Regions from separate parts of the Gossypium hirsutum genome. Here region 2 is linked to region 1. The links are chromatin contacts, called in public Hi-C maps. All regions are on one chromosome and are shown on one strand. Each heading gives the region's core, a stretch centred on a gene start, on an enhancer-like site or on the middle of the called end of the contact. The rest is flanking DNA. Distances are from core to core; before and after follow the strand shown. Region 1 has its middle 46 kb from the start of LOC107945845. Region 2 holds the start of LOC107891947 (probable serine/threonine-protein kinase SIS8).

Region 1 (7,194 bases), core at 2,516-5,015:
TGGATCTCTTCTTCTAGTAGTGAGAATTTCGTCAAGTTTGTTGCTATTGGTTCTGAACATTTCAAACATAAGGTTTGTCTCTACAAGTTCCTTTTTGATCTTTACAATATTGTCTAGTTCCTCTACAAGAGAGCCTATTTAGTAGCTACCTGTTTGACCAAAACATCAAAATCTTCACCATCAATAGTACTGGCAATGAAAACAAAGAAATTTTAATGATCCTTTTTTGAATAAGATCCACTAGATGAATCATCATCACTTGAAGTTACACAAAGTGACTTTTTTTTCAGAGTGTTAGCACACATAAATTGGATATGACCATATCCTTGACATTCATAGCACTGTACACCCTACTTCTTGCCTTTTCAGGTTCTTTCTTAAAGACAATTCCCTTTGACTTGTTCCTAGGAACATTAGTATTGGCTTCCAACTTTTTAAATCTTCTTAATGATTTCTTGAAGGCCTTATTGAAACTCTAAGTAACATAATTTGTTCCTGAAGATCTTTAATGGTAAGATGTAGGGAGTTGGCGCTTCCTCATTCACCTAAAGAGCAATTTTTTTTCCATTTCATTTGCTTTGCTATGTTTAGCCTCATAAACGTTCATCTCAAAGTTCTATAAGAAACTAATGAGTTCATCAATAGCCAAATTTTCATTATCATTGACCTCTTCAATATCTCTAGAAGACACCTTAACACCTTTCAAATAAGCTTGGTATTTGAATATTCCATTCCTACATCAAAAGCCTAGTTTGGTAGATCACACAACTTTGCATAAAACTCTCTAATAGTATTTGATTCTTGCATTATTAAGCTTTCAAATCTTGAAGTCAGCATTTACATCTTTGATTGCATGACATTAAATGTTCCTTTATGAGTAGTTTCCAAGATACCCCAAGCGGTCTTAGCAACAATGCTTTTGGCAATTCTTTTATATTAATGTAGGTCAACTACACAAAAGATGACATATAAAGATTTAGAGTTTGCATTGGCCAATTTTTCTTCCTAAGTGGTCCCCTAAACCTCTAGCTTAACAACCACTTCACTTTTAGTATCCATTTTAGGTAGCTCTCATCTAGTTAGCATAGCTCAGTATGCTGCCTCTCCAATGGACTTAATGCATGCCTTTATGAATGCTTTCTAGTATGCATAATTGCCATCCTTTAGCATAGTGGGTCTTGAAGTAGATAAATCTTCCATAGCTTGAAACTAGTAACATTAAGGATCTCCACTAGCTATTTCAAGTGGTAAGCTTTTATAGCAATTAAAGCTTTGTTAAGGTATAAGCTATGTGCTTGGAAGGAATGGCTAAGGGAGTGAGTACTCCTTCAAGCATTACGTGAAACAAAAAAAGACACAAAGATTGTTTATATAGTTCGGTTTCCCTACATTTGCGGAGTCTAGCTCAGTGAGAAAATATTCACTATCTTCAACACATACAACAATTGGTCCTAATCTATCACTCACCCATGAAAAGTTCCTCACTTTTTCACTTTGAAGATTGATACTCTCATCACTAAATTCACCTCAGTGAACTCAACAAGTAAAACCACAACACAAAAGGTTTTACTATCAAAATGCACTCACAAATTAAAGTTCCTCACTAGAATAGATTAATTGCTCAATCTCTCAATACCAAAACTTATACAAGTTTCTCAATTTTATAGAATATTTCAATACTTGCTAATATAAGAATATCTATATCAATCCTTATTAAACAACAATGAAATAAGCTAAATACAATAGAATAATACTAAACAAGGTAAACTTATCCCATTGACAGCTAAGAATGCAATGTTCCAATCCAATCCAATATCCACAATATAGTGGATTGGATTGGGGTGATTCGAACTAATCAATCTTCTAAATATGTTTCCCCAAGTGATATGATCTTCCTTTATGGGTTAGATATCATCCTTGATGGGTTAGATATTATCCACATAATCATCACAACTCATAAACACATTTCAATAAATTGCCAACAACACAAATATAGAAACTACCATAAACTGTTGTAGTGATCCAGGTAGTCGACACTCCCTCAAACACTCAATCAACCTTTCCATATTTTTAAACAATATTTGTGGACAAGAAAATAATTTACTTAAGTTGATAATGTCATCACTTTAATGTGAATTAGTATTTTATTACATATTAAATTTTAGGATAAACTACCTTAGTAGTCACTCAACTATATTTTTTTCTATTTTGGCCACCCATATTTGAAAAGTTACAAAATGACCAATCAACTATTCAACTTTGTCTTTTTTAGTCACCGAACTATGTTTTGATTTTTGGGGTATTTCCACTTTTACGTTAGCTAGTTAGTGACCAAAAAGACAATTTAATAGTTGAATGACAAAAAAAAAAAGTTAAGTGACCTCTAATATAATTTACCCTAAATTTAATTTACTTTAATATCTAAAATAAATCCTCCTTATAACATCGTTAAAATGATTCAAACTGCGGTATAAAATAATCTCTAAATTAATCCAAGAATTTGCAGCCCTTTTTTGAGCACCACCTAAATATATATTTTGTCTTTTTTATAGAAATTTTAATTTGTCTTCATCTAATTAATTCATTAAATCCAATTTACCTTAATTTTAATAAAAAATAAGTCATTACAGGATTGAATCCAAGTAATCCAAATGCAAAAATAAATTTCGAATTCAAAACAACTTAAAAATCACATAACACGTCCGGGTCAAATTCTACCCTATATAGATTTTTTTTGTCCCTTAAATGGAATATAAACAATTTTATTTTTGGGAAGGGTTCACATTAAAAAATAAATAACTATTTATATAATTAATATTTTAACGATCCAATTGTTATATTCATGACAATTAAAACTTTTTCGAATTCAAAACATCTTAAAAACTATCCAACACGTCTGGCCCAAATCCAACCTTGTATAGCTTTTTTTCCCCATAAATGGGATAAAATCAATTTAGTTTTAGGGGAGGATTCATTTACATAGTGTAAAAATTAAAGTAGTTGTATACATTTTCGTAACTATTTATATAATTAATATTTTGACGATCCAATCGTTATATTTCATGGTCTATTCATGTAGAAGATCATGCATGTAAATTTGATGTAAATTGAAAACTTCTAACTGTTTGTTCTATGTAAAAAATTTCAACCGTTGAATATATATATGTATATATTAATATACAGAGTATTTTAGATTGATATGATAAATATATTAGATCGATTTAAAATTTTACATGTATGACAAGTACAATTATATTAATAAATTCAATAATTGGATTGTTAAAATACTAATAATATAAATAGTTACGAAAGTGTATAAAACTACTTTAATTTTTACACTGTATAAGTGGATCTCTCTCTTAGTTTTAGTGTTTGGATCAATTATATAATAAGAATTTTAATCCATGAAAAAAGTATCAAGCTTGTTCCTCATTCAATATATGAAAATGACTCAATCCAAATGATTTATAATTTATGAAGTACATATTTCTTGGAGGACAAAAATTAGTGGGTTGAGTGGTAAGATGTTTGATATCAGTGCAGTAAGGTATTGATTTTAAGTGAGTTTTACTCTCAATTTAGAGATCCAACCAAAAAAAGACTTGGAGAGGATGAATTATGAGAATAAATTAGTCTCACTCATAACATACAAGTTACGGGAATTGGCGAATATGGATGGACCAAATGAAAACGATGGAAGGGTGTGGTAGATAGGGTTGGATTGTCTCTCGTTGGGATGAAGGTAAGCATGCACTTGCAGGCTGGCTGTTGTTGGTCCAGTTGAGTAGCGTAACAGTAGTAGGTATGGTCCACAAACCATATGCATGCAGCATCACATAATTGAAACTCTGTCAACAACTTTTCTCAACACTAGGCTGTCAAGCTTTCCATTTTGATTTTCAACCACTTGGGCAATGGGAAAGGGATACCCATCCCCCCACTTGCATAGTATTGTTTAGTGATCATACTTGAGAAAAGGGTAAATAAAAGATGTGGCTAAATAGCTTAGTTCAAGCACAAAGATGATTCAAATACTCAAAAGGACAAAGTGATGTTTAAAAAATTGCTAAATAAAAAATTAGAAAAGAGTAAAGAAAATCCAACACCAAATTTATAGAAGTTTACCCCATTTCTCTCGACTTTCTTGCCAAGTTGCTTCCCAAATTTACTGTTAAGAAAATACTTGGTAAAAAATCTCTCCAATCCCTCTCAATTTTGATATTGAGTAAATTGGTTTCTCTAAAAAAATTGAAGTAATTTAGTCCCTGTTAATTTCGAAAGTGAGCAACTAAAGGCAATTAATCACACTGTTAATATTTTTCATCAATTTTACATAAATTTGATTAGTATAATAACAAATTTAGCTTTCATAACTTACACATTCTATCAAATTGGTCATGATTTAACAAATTTAACCCTCAATATTTTTGTAAATGTGTAAATGTTGAGATTAAATTTGTTGAATTTTTTAGAATTAAGATCAATTAACAAAATATGTAAACATCGAGGGTCAAATTTGTTATTATATTAAAAAAATATGCACAATTGACGAAAGACATTAATACTGTGATTAATTGTCCTTAATTGTCCACTTTCAAAATTGATAGGGGTTAAATTGTTGTAATTTTTTTGAGAGGGATCAATTTATTCAATTTCTAAATTTAGAGGGACTAGAGAGGCTTTTTACCAAAATACTTTTATGGTTAAAGTACAACATTGCAAATTTATATCTTTACAAGGGGAAAACCTCTAATCCGAAGTTTTTTATCCAAAAATCTTAAATACTCTCTGAAATTAAAGAAAACTTTGTGCAAACAAATATGAACTTCTAAGAGTAAGGGTTTGCAAAATTTAAGCTCTCAAGAATACAAATAAATGATTGAACAAAAGCATGCAAAGAAAAGATACCAAAACTAAAATATTTCTATATCTACCGAAACTATGGACTCTGCTAGGGGTTCCAATGATCTCGTTGGAAATCATGATATCCCACGCAAAGATTTGTCTCCCATGTTTATCAAGTGCCTCATACCAAATAATAATAATAATTTGCAAACACAATTGGTAGACTCATTAAAGTACATTATGTTAGTGTTAGTTGCACATTCAAAATGCAACGTGAGTTGCAACTCGCCTTGTAACAGGATTGCTGTGTAACTTGTTATATTTATTGGTATTTTATTTACTTAAAAATCTTGAAATTTTTTCATACATATCTTGTAGTATTTTTACAAACAAGTTATTAGATTCAACCTTATTGACTCTTTTAAAGATTTTTGACGTGATTGAATTCCCTTTAAAGTGATCAAATTTTCAAGAAAAGATTACACCTAGAAGACCTTTGGAGAAGACTTACTTGATCAAAATTTAAGGTAAATGAAGTTAAGGTTGATTAAAATTTTTTTAAGTTAATTTACACCTTTTTAAAAGAAGGCTTGTATTTGTAACTTGGTAGGAGAGATTTAAATCACTTAATTGTTCAATCTGAGGATTTTATTATTGCAAAAATTTTGTAAATAAATTGTTGTTCATATTCAGTTCATGTAATATCCACAATTTTTAAATGGATATTATTTTAAATACCCAATTAATTATGATGTCTGTTAATTTTTTTATCAAGCCCAACTTTATTTTGTAGGTTATAGTCTTTCTAATAAAAAGAATAGAATAGAAAAAAATGAAAAAGAAAAAAAAAAAAGAGAGAATCACTTACGGTATCCTTTTAGACGTAGTTATGGCAATTTGAAAAAGCTAACACTAGAGAAGAGGTAGAGAGGCAAAGGAAGGGGAAATGAGTCTAAAATTCTAGCAATTAACGTAGTTTTGGTTTACATTTCTTGAAATATTTGTGTTTTAGACTATTTTTTATGAAATTCATGTATTTATTTGAGCTAGTTGAATAGATTACTAAATTTTGATGACTTTCTGATTAGGGTCTGGAGGTATTGTTGATATTTATATGGTATATGAGGCATCCATTTTGATTGAGTAACTTAAAGAGGATAATTTTTGAATTTTTTGATGTGTGGGTTTTGACAGTTTCAATTAACAGACTTGAGACACTAGAAATCCATTTTTGGGGTTCATTTGTTTCGAAATTTAGATATTTTTCATAGTATGAAGCCTGTACTTTCATTTGGTATTGTTATCTCGGTCATATGAGTCCCGTTTTGAAAGATATGAGACTCTAAAGTAGGCTATTTGAAGCTGTTCATCCAGAAAATTTGGGTAGTTTGTGATTTTTTTTATGTTTTAGCTTTCGAAATATGAGGCTTTTGCCAAATGTGATGAAACAAGTTTCTAAGTTCTAGTACCACATTCGATCTGTTTTTACATGACTGAAATACCAAGTAAATTGTGAGTTTAAATAGCTTTAAGTAAGCCAAACGATCATGAAATTTAGAATTTTAGAATTTCCAATTTTCGATTTTTAATTTTTTTTTGGATACACATTATTTGGTTGAAAATCACACTAAACTTTGTTTTATTAATTTATTGAATTTTCTTATATATATGCATGTATTTTAATAAATTTATTTTACTTAACACCACAAAAAAACTCACTTTTACCGGCATTTATAAGCGTTAGCAAAAGACAAAAAAATCATTGGTATTGGCTTTGTTGGTAGTTCATTGACTGCCGATTGACTACTGGCTAGGCGAGTGTTGGTAAAAGAATTCGCACAGGACGACCATTAGTTTCGACAAAGTGCGAGCATTTGCCGACAAAAGTTTTTCCAGCACTTTTAACCCCTATTATAAGTAAGATACTTTTTTAAGGCATTCTAAAGTGCTGACAAAAGTCATATTTTGTAAGTGTCGGAAAAAATCATATTTGCATTATATTAATATGTTAATTTACATATTTATTTATTAAACTCCAATGTTAACAAAATTGTTGTTCTACTTCTACATTCCTCAAAATGGTAAAATTTTGGAATTAAAGGAATTTGATGCACCTATAAAGAGATCTAACAAATAGGAGATACATATAGTAACCGCATTATTATAAATTTGTGCAACGAAATAGTTCAATAACCTACCAAGTTTTACTTTGGACAAGATTTATGATCTACAATAACTCTGCCTCATAGTTTTCGGGAGGGGGGAGGGGCAAAGGATTTCTAATTGAACAATTTTAAATATATTACGAGCTAGTAAGCAATAATTGACTAAAATGATTAAAAGAAAACC
Region 2 (7,194 bases), core at 1,767-4,266, 350 kb after region 1:
CAAGCACCAACAAGTTTTTTTTTTTATTTGATGCAAAGAAAAAAAAAGACTATGTTCTCGCCATATGAAATATGAAATAGCATGACACTTCAAATTCAATATGAATTTTTTTATTTTTTATTATTTCAAAATATTAAATTATGTATTGAAAGAGTAGTACAAGAGAAAGAGCATTTCCAATTTTATCTTAATTGTCGTGGACCTATCTCAGCATCATAAACTTTTTTCTTTTTACACCAAAGGCTATTAATAGTATTTATGTTATAAAAGACTACGAAAAAAAACTATTTTTTATTTTTCTTTTCAAAAAAGAAGAAGAAATTTTGGGATTACTGAATCAAATACGAAATAAATATATAAAGCAACGAAACATCATAATATTATTGAATTTTTTCCGAAAAAAAGGTGATAATTAGATTATTTAGTGACTTGAAGTTCGTAAAAAAACCCCAAGAAACATCATTGTATTTGGAAGAAAACTTTGTGATCTCGTAGATTTTTTTTGTAATTCTTGGAATGTATGGATTATAATTGTAATTGAGTACTCATAATTATATGGATAATCTTTTAAAAAGAAAAAATTATTAAACACACACCTCTATATTTTCTCTATGACAAATTATAACAAATATTTTTTTAATGACAACTAAATATATTTTTAATAAAAACCTATGTAAAATATTTAATTTAGAATTTAGGTCTTTACGTCTCATGCATTTAGAATTTAGTCTTTTCATTTTTATTTTTAAGAATTTAATCTCTCTACTTTTTTGGATTTAAAAATTCGTTTTCAATTTATATATAACCACCCAACATTTTAATTAAAAAGTAACATTATAAAAATATAGAGAGCAAATAATATTAGAAATTAAAATTTCAATTTTAAACATATTAAAGGAACTAAAATAAAAGAATTATCCATTTTATAAAACGCAATAAAGAACATGGGGGGTGTGCGCCAAGCATAACAAAAAGACATTGGACTTTCCTTTAATATACAAGTATATAGATATTGAAATTAAATTTTTTTATTCGTGTGATACGTGTGTATTAATTAAAAGATATTTAAAAATTTTAAATTCACCCTTACCATAAGCCTATATTATATTTTTAAAATCGAATTTATATTTAAAACAATTACATTCAAACTCTAATATAGTATAATTAAATATGAATACAATAACATTGGACATTTCTTCAATTCTTAATTAAATTCAATTTCAATCTCAATCTCAATCAGTCAAAATAATTAAATATTGTTTCTAAAATTCAACATTGAATCATCAACAATTTTTAGATTGAATTGGTGATCGAACCAGTTAGGTTACCGATTTGTCGATCCGATCAATTCAATTAAAACTTATTAAAAAGTTAAAATTTTTTAAAAAAATCCAATTCAATTTTTGGTTCAATCGATTTGTACCAGTTCCCAGTTTAATCGATTTAAAGTCACTCTTTGAACCAATACCTCAATCGGTTCTTGATCCAACCGATCTGATCAACCGGTCCAGTTTGATTCAAACAACATTTATTTTAATCTGCATTTTTTTATACATTGAAATGATTAAATATTTTTAAAAGATAAACTTAAGTATGTATATGTGTATATATTAAGTATATAAAATATTTGTTTGATAAGTAGAGTTTTAATTTATATCAAATTTCTTTTATAAGGGTTATTAGATGTATTAGATAAATTCTTACAAAGTACATTTGATTCTAATTTTTATTATTACAAAAGTTTTGATTGTAGTTCACTCAAAAACAAGATATTTAGATAAAATTTGATTAACAATTGTTGTTAGTCTCTATACTTGGATAAAATTTAAAATTTAGTTTCTATACTTAAGAGGTTAAAATTAAGTCTTTTTATTTTTTTATTTAAAAATTTCAGTTTAATCATTAACATTCTTAGTACTTTTTGTCAAAATTTATCAAGTTGGCATATTGATTAGACCGTCTTCGTATAACGTTGAATATGATTGACAAAAAAATTAAACATGTAAAGTTGACAATTTTGGACAGAAATTATAAATAATGATAATGGTTGGACACTAATTTTTAGCTTTTAAAGTATAGGGACTAAATTTTAAATTCTAGATAAGTATAGATACTAATAGCATATTTTAACCTTAAAATTTTACCAAAAAAAAAAACTTTACAAAAGCGGCCGTAATTTGTAATTGCCTTACGGAAGGTGTAATCTTAAAAAAAAAAAACATTTTTTTTTACTTTCCATTGCAGTAAATTTCATGGGAATAGAAGTTAGAACAACTTTTTGTCTTCAAACTTGGTATCGAATAGAAGCTGACAAAACGAAAATCACATTAAAAATAGGCAGAAGAAACCCAAAACCAAACAATAAAATTAAAAGCTAAAAAGAAAAAGTATAATAACTTTTTTAATCCTCTAATTTTATAAAAAAAATTATTTTAGTCCTTTATTTAATTTTTTTATCATTTTTAATCCTTTAAATTTGCTCTGTTTGTTAAATCACTCAAAATAGATGAAAAAGAATAATGTTTGTTAATTTTGTTGACTGTATACACATGAATTATCACTTGGATGCCACGTTAATAATTTATGAATTTTTTAAATTTTAAAAATAAAAAATAAAAAATTACAAAAAGAATAATTTAAAAATTTTAAATTTAATTAATTGCTGATGTGTCAAAAGTTAATAACTTTTTCATCTATTTTAGAATGATCTGATAATCAAGGTAAGTTTAAAAGATTAAAAAAATAAAATATTAAATGAAAACTAAAATAATTTTTTTACAAAATTAAAGTAACAAATAATTAATCACCACAAAGAAAAGAAAAAAAGCATCAGCAAGTCATTGAAATGAAGTTCATGGTTAAATATGATTCCATTAACCTCAAATTTCCAACTCATCATGCCACCACCTTCCAAGTTGTAAGCAGAGTTTGGGGACGACAAGAATATAGAGAGAGAGAGAAAGAAAGAAACAAAAGAAATAAAAAGAAAGTATTTTTGCCACCAAAAACTGGAAAACTTTTTTTCCTTTTTCATTTGGGACATCGAAAATCCTTGTTGGCCTTTGCTCTATAAATCAAGTGGGTCAGAGTTTGTTGTTGTTTTCCGAGGGGTCCTACAATCCCACTTGTTAGTCCTTTGCTCCTTCTCTCTCTCTCTACCCTCTGTTTAGTGTTTACCTTCACTTGTTTTTAAATATATATATTTTCCAAACTACTCCCCTTTTCTATGCTTTCTTCTCTACTATCTATATCCGAAAAAGGAAGATCCATTCTTTTTCTTAATCTGGGTATTGGAATTTTTTGTTGTTTTTTATTTAGTTGTTGAAGCTGAAAGAAACTGTTTGCTTCTTTGTGTGCTGTTAAACTCTTTTTCCTTTTTTTTTTGGTGGATTTCTTTGTATGAGGAAAGTGGGGGTGTTTTCTTTGACCTGAAGTATCTGGGCCTTTCTGATATTTGACTAACTTTGCTTGGTTGTTTTGTGATTATGGTGGTTTTGGATTTTGGATTTGATGGGTTGATTTTTTGGGAAATCTCGAGAGGTAGAAGGTAATTGGGTTTTTAAGAAAAAGGGGTTCTTAAATTTGTTTTTGGATTAGTTTAAACTTTAGATTTCATGCTTGGTCCAAGACAATGGAGATGTTTATGGCCAGATTTTTATTTCTTTAGCATTGGCTGCTATATCTTAGTGAAATAATATGAAGAACTTCCTCAAGAAACTGCATATGATGTCTAATCAATCGGAAGATGTACAAGGGTCAACTTCATCGAAGAGTAACAAGTCCAGTATTGTATCATCATCTAGTGATAGGCCTTTACAGTCAAGGCCTCATCATAGTCCTGACAACAATAAACCATTATCTGTTCTTTCCAATTGGTTAAATTCAGTTGCTAATAGAAAAAGTCCCAGTCCACCATCTTCTTCAAATGTGAAGAGGGAGGAAACTATGGAACCTGCTGATTTAGCTACTACTAGTGCTTTAGAGGCTGCTTTGGATGCAGTAAGGCGTGATTCAGGGTCTAGTAACTCAAGGGATCCTGATGTAGAAGAGGAATATCAGATACAATTGGCTTTGGAGTTGAGTGCCAGAGAGGATCCTGAGGCAACTCAGATTGAAGCTGTTAAGCAAATTAGTTTAGGCTCTTGTGCTCCAGAGAATACCCCAGCTGAAGTTATTGCATATAGATATTGGGTATGTTTCCCTCTTCATTCCCCACTTTAATCTAATTATCTCGGTTGAGTTTAAGCAATTTATCCAAGTATATACTATAGGTTTAGCTTTAGCCAACTGTTTTGCATTGCATGAAATGTATATTATCTTTTCTCCTTAATTTATTTATATTTCTTTTCTGTTTCATCTTGAACTGCATGTAAACTTTATTTCGTAAATTGGAAAAGTTTGGCATATGAATTTCTGGCATGAAGGTAATTTATGCTTTAAGGGGAGAAATACTTTCAAAACCAAATCCAATAATGTTCTGAGGAGGGGTCTGCCTTGCGCTTGTGGTGATTGTGAGTCGTGATCCTTTTCATTTTTTCATTCCACTAAGAAATATGATTATAAATAGCATCATCAAAGCTTAAGCAAAGTTTCCAAATTCCCTATTAGTGCTGCTTTACATTTATCATCTTCCCAATAGAAAGGCAGTATTGTTGCTCATGTCACTGATGACAACCTTTTGCTAGAGTTGGTAAAATGTTGGTAGAAGGCTTACATTGAAACTAGGTATATGCTGGCAAAAGTCTAGGGACATCTAGTTTCATAATCTTCGATTTTGATGGCTTTTTTTGAGGAATTAGTATGAGGGTTTTTCATTTTGGCTAGTTGTTTATTTCTTGTCTGTTGGTTAATCTTATTGGACTTGAATTTATCCCCTTTAGATCTAGCCTCGAGGTTTATTTAAATCATCGTCTGACATTCTGTTCTTTTAAGTGTAAAGTCCATAGTCCATTTATTTCTTATCTTCAGCTAACATAGTCAGAAACTGAAATTGGTCTTTTAGATAAAGCTCTTTTGTAAATTTTTCATTGCTGCTTCTTAGTTGAATGGACATACTAAATTATATTTGTAAGCTCATGGATCCTTTCAATCCATTGAGAAAAGCATATGTTTTGAGACTTTCACTGTAATAGTCTGGTTTATGGTTTACACTGAACTCATGAACTTTGCTTATTTTGTTATTCTTCCAAGAAATTAAATGTGCAAGTCGAGCAATTAGAGGGTTGAATCAAATCTCGGTCTTTTTGTTTTCGAGTTGCTTTAGATTTAGGTAATCTTGGGTTTGTAATTTTGAATTTGATATTTTTGGGGGTTGGGTTCAAGCTGTTGATTTTTTTTTAATTTTATTTTTTAGGATTCAAATTCAATTAGATTTGGATTAATCTTTTAAATCAAGGAAGATTTTATCAACTGTTAGATTATTCCAGGTCATATTTTAGTGAACTTGTGGTGTACTCCAAAATTTGATTTTTGATGTCATATAAATAAGATATTCATGGCGCTAAATATTTTAAGTGATTCTCGGTAATTATGGTTTTAACTTATATACAAAGGTCATCTATAACACCAAAAGTCAGAAGTGGTTTAATTGCTTTTCTGAATCGTTAGAATTTTATTGAGTGTTAAAAAAAAAAACTATTTGAACATTGGATTATTAGATTCTCCATGTTTAAGAAAAAAGAAGTTATGGCTAAATTTGCTAATGTATCATTTTGGATTTTCTGAATATCTACTTTTGATTGCTAGATTCCTTCCCACTTCCAAGTTAGCTTTCTGGGATTTATTTGCTATATGTTTATTCCTTGCTAACCCAGCTCATATCGTAGATTTGTCCGTGCTTCACAGAATTATAATTCCCTTGATTATGATGACAAGATCCTGGATGGCTTTTATGACCTGTATGGAATTCTAACTGAATCCACTTCAGAAAGAATGCCTTCACTTCTTGTTCTGCAAGGGAAGTTGGTGTCGGACAATGTCTCTCAGGAAGCAGTTTTGGTCAATAGGGCTTTTGATGCAAATTTGTTGAAACTTGAACGAAAAGCACTAGCGATGACTGCAAAGTTAAGATCAGAACCTTTGGCTTTTGTAAGCAGCAATCTGGTGCAAAAACTTGCAGTTCTAGTTTCTGATTATATGGGTGGACCTGTTGCGGATCCAGACAATATGTCACGATCCTGGAGAAGTCTTAGTTACAGTTTAAAAGCTACCCTGGGCAGCATGGTTTTGCCTCTTGGCTCTTTAACAATTGGGTTGGCTTGTCATCGTGCATTGTTATTCAAGGTATTTGCCCCGTTTGTTTATTTTTCTTTTCTTTCTATTCAGGTGTTAGCCTGCCAAGTGCCAACTGGATTTCTCAAGATTTACAAGAACAATTAAAAAAATAATTCCATACAACCAATGCCATGTCGTTGGAATTGACAATTAGTTCAGTGATGTTGATAGTTTATTAGATATTTCCAGTACAAATAACTATGATTGTGAGGAGAAGTGGAAGCAGTTAATGATTTCAAAATGGCCCTCTAAGCATATCATTCTCCAACATGCGCTTTAGATATTTTTGGTTAGTTTGATGCTCTTCATTGTTGCTTTTTTCCCACCCACAAAACTTGTCCCATTCATGTTGCTTATTGTTTTAGGTCATGTACAATGAGCACCCACCTCTTGCATACTTGCCTTCAGGAAGGACACCTTTTTAAGTAGTTTGGTTTATGGCGTGATTGTGATGATCTCTGTAAGTAATGGTTGTTTCTTTGTGGTTGCCTAGGTTTTGGCTGACAGTGCTGGCATTCCTTGCCGGTTGGTGAAGGGTCAGCGATACACAGGTTCTGACGATGTAGCAATAAATTTTGTAAAGATTGATGATGGAAGGTGATTTCTATTATGATGTATATTTTTATTTTTTTTACCTTACAAGTAAGTCATATGAATTGTTTAGGTTCTTTTTGTTCGGGAGTAGAACATATTTTACCATTTCTTATGTAGGCAACTGTAGATGATTTCATTTGATTCAATGTATTTCTTTTGTTTGATTATGTTCTGTACTACCTTCTATACAGACGTCTATATTTTTCATATATATATGTATGTCTATTTCTGGATTTGCATTGTGGTTCTTGCATTTTTATTCAAAAGTTGGTTGACTAGATTTTCTGTAGGCTAGAATTGCTTCTAGGTTTGAAAATTGTTGAAATA

The links. Hi-C and Micro-C count contacts between places; a contact is called where the count stands out from the background.
Region 2: a Hi-C map of leaf shows a contact between it and region 1, with 2.2 times the contacts expected there. The contact joins the promoter of LOC107891947 here to the enhancer-like site in region 1. A contact is called at or near these places in 2 of 34 Hi-C or Micro-C datasets (both in leaf).

Annotation. Positions count from the first base shown.
Region 1 is chrD09:26,603,721-26,610,914 of Gossypium_hirsutum_v2.1, forward strand. No RefSeq gene overlaps it. Among protein-coding and RNA genes, the nearest start is that of LOC107945845, 46 kb to the right of the region's middle. Within about 2 kb of position 3,766, at least 2 of the 9 cell types and tissues checked have an H3K27ac peak or open chromatin away from gene starts, as enhancers often do. A contact at or near this core is called in leaf, where this site is marked.
Region 2 is chrD09:26,950,455-26,957,648 of Gossypium_hirsutum_v2.1, forward strand. LOC107891947 (probable serine/threonine-protein kinase SIS8) reads left to right here and starts at 3,017. Exons shown (of 13, transcript XM_016816875.2): 1 at 3,017-4,191; 2 at 5,845-6,282; 3 at 6,767-6,870. The coding sequence starts at 3,697.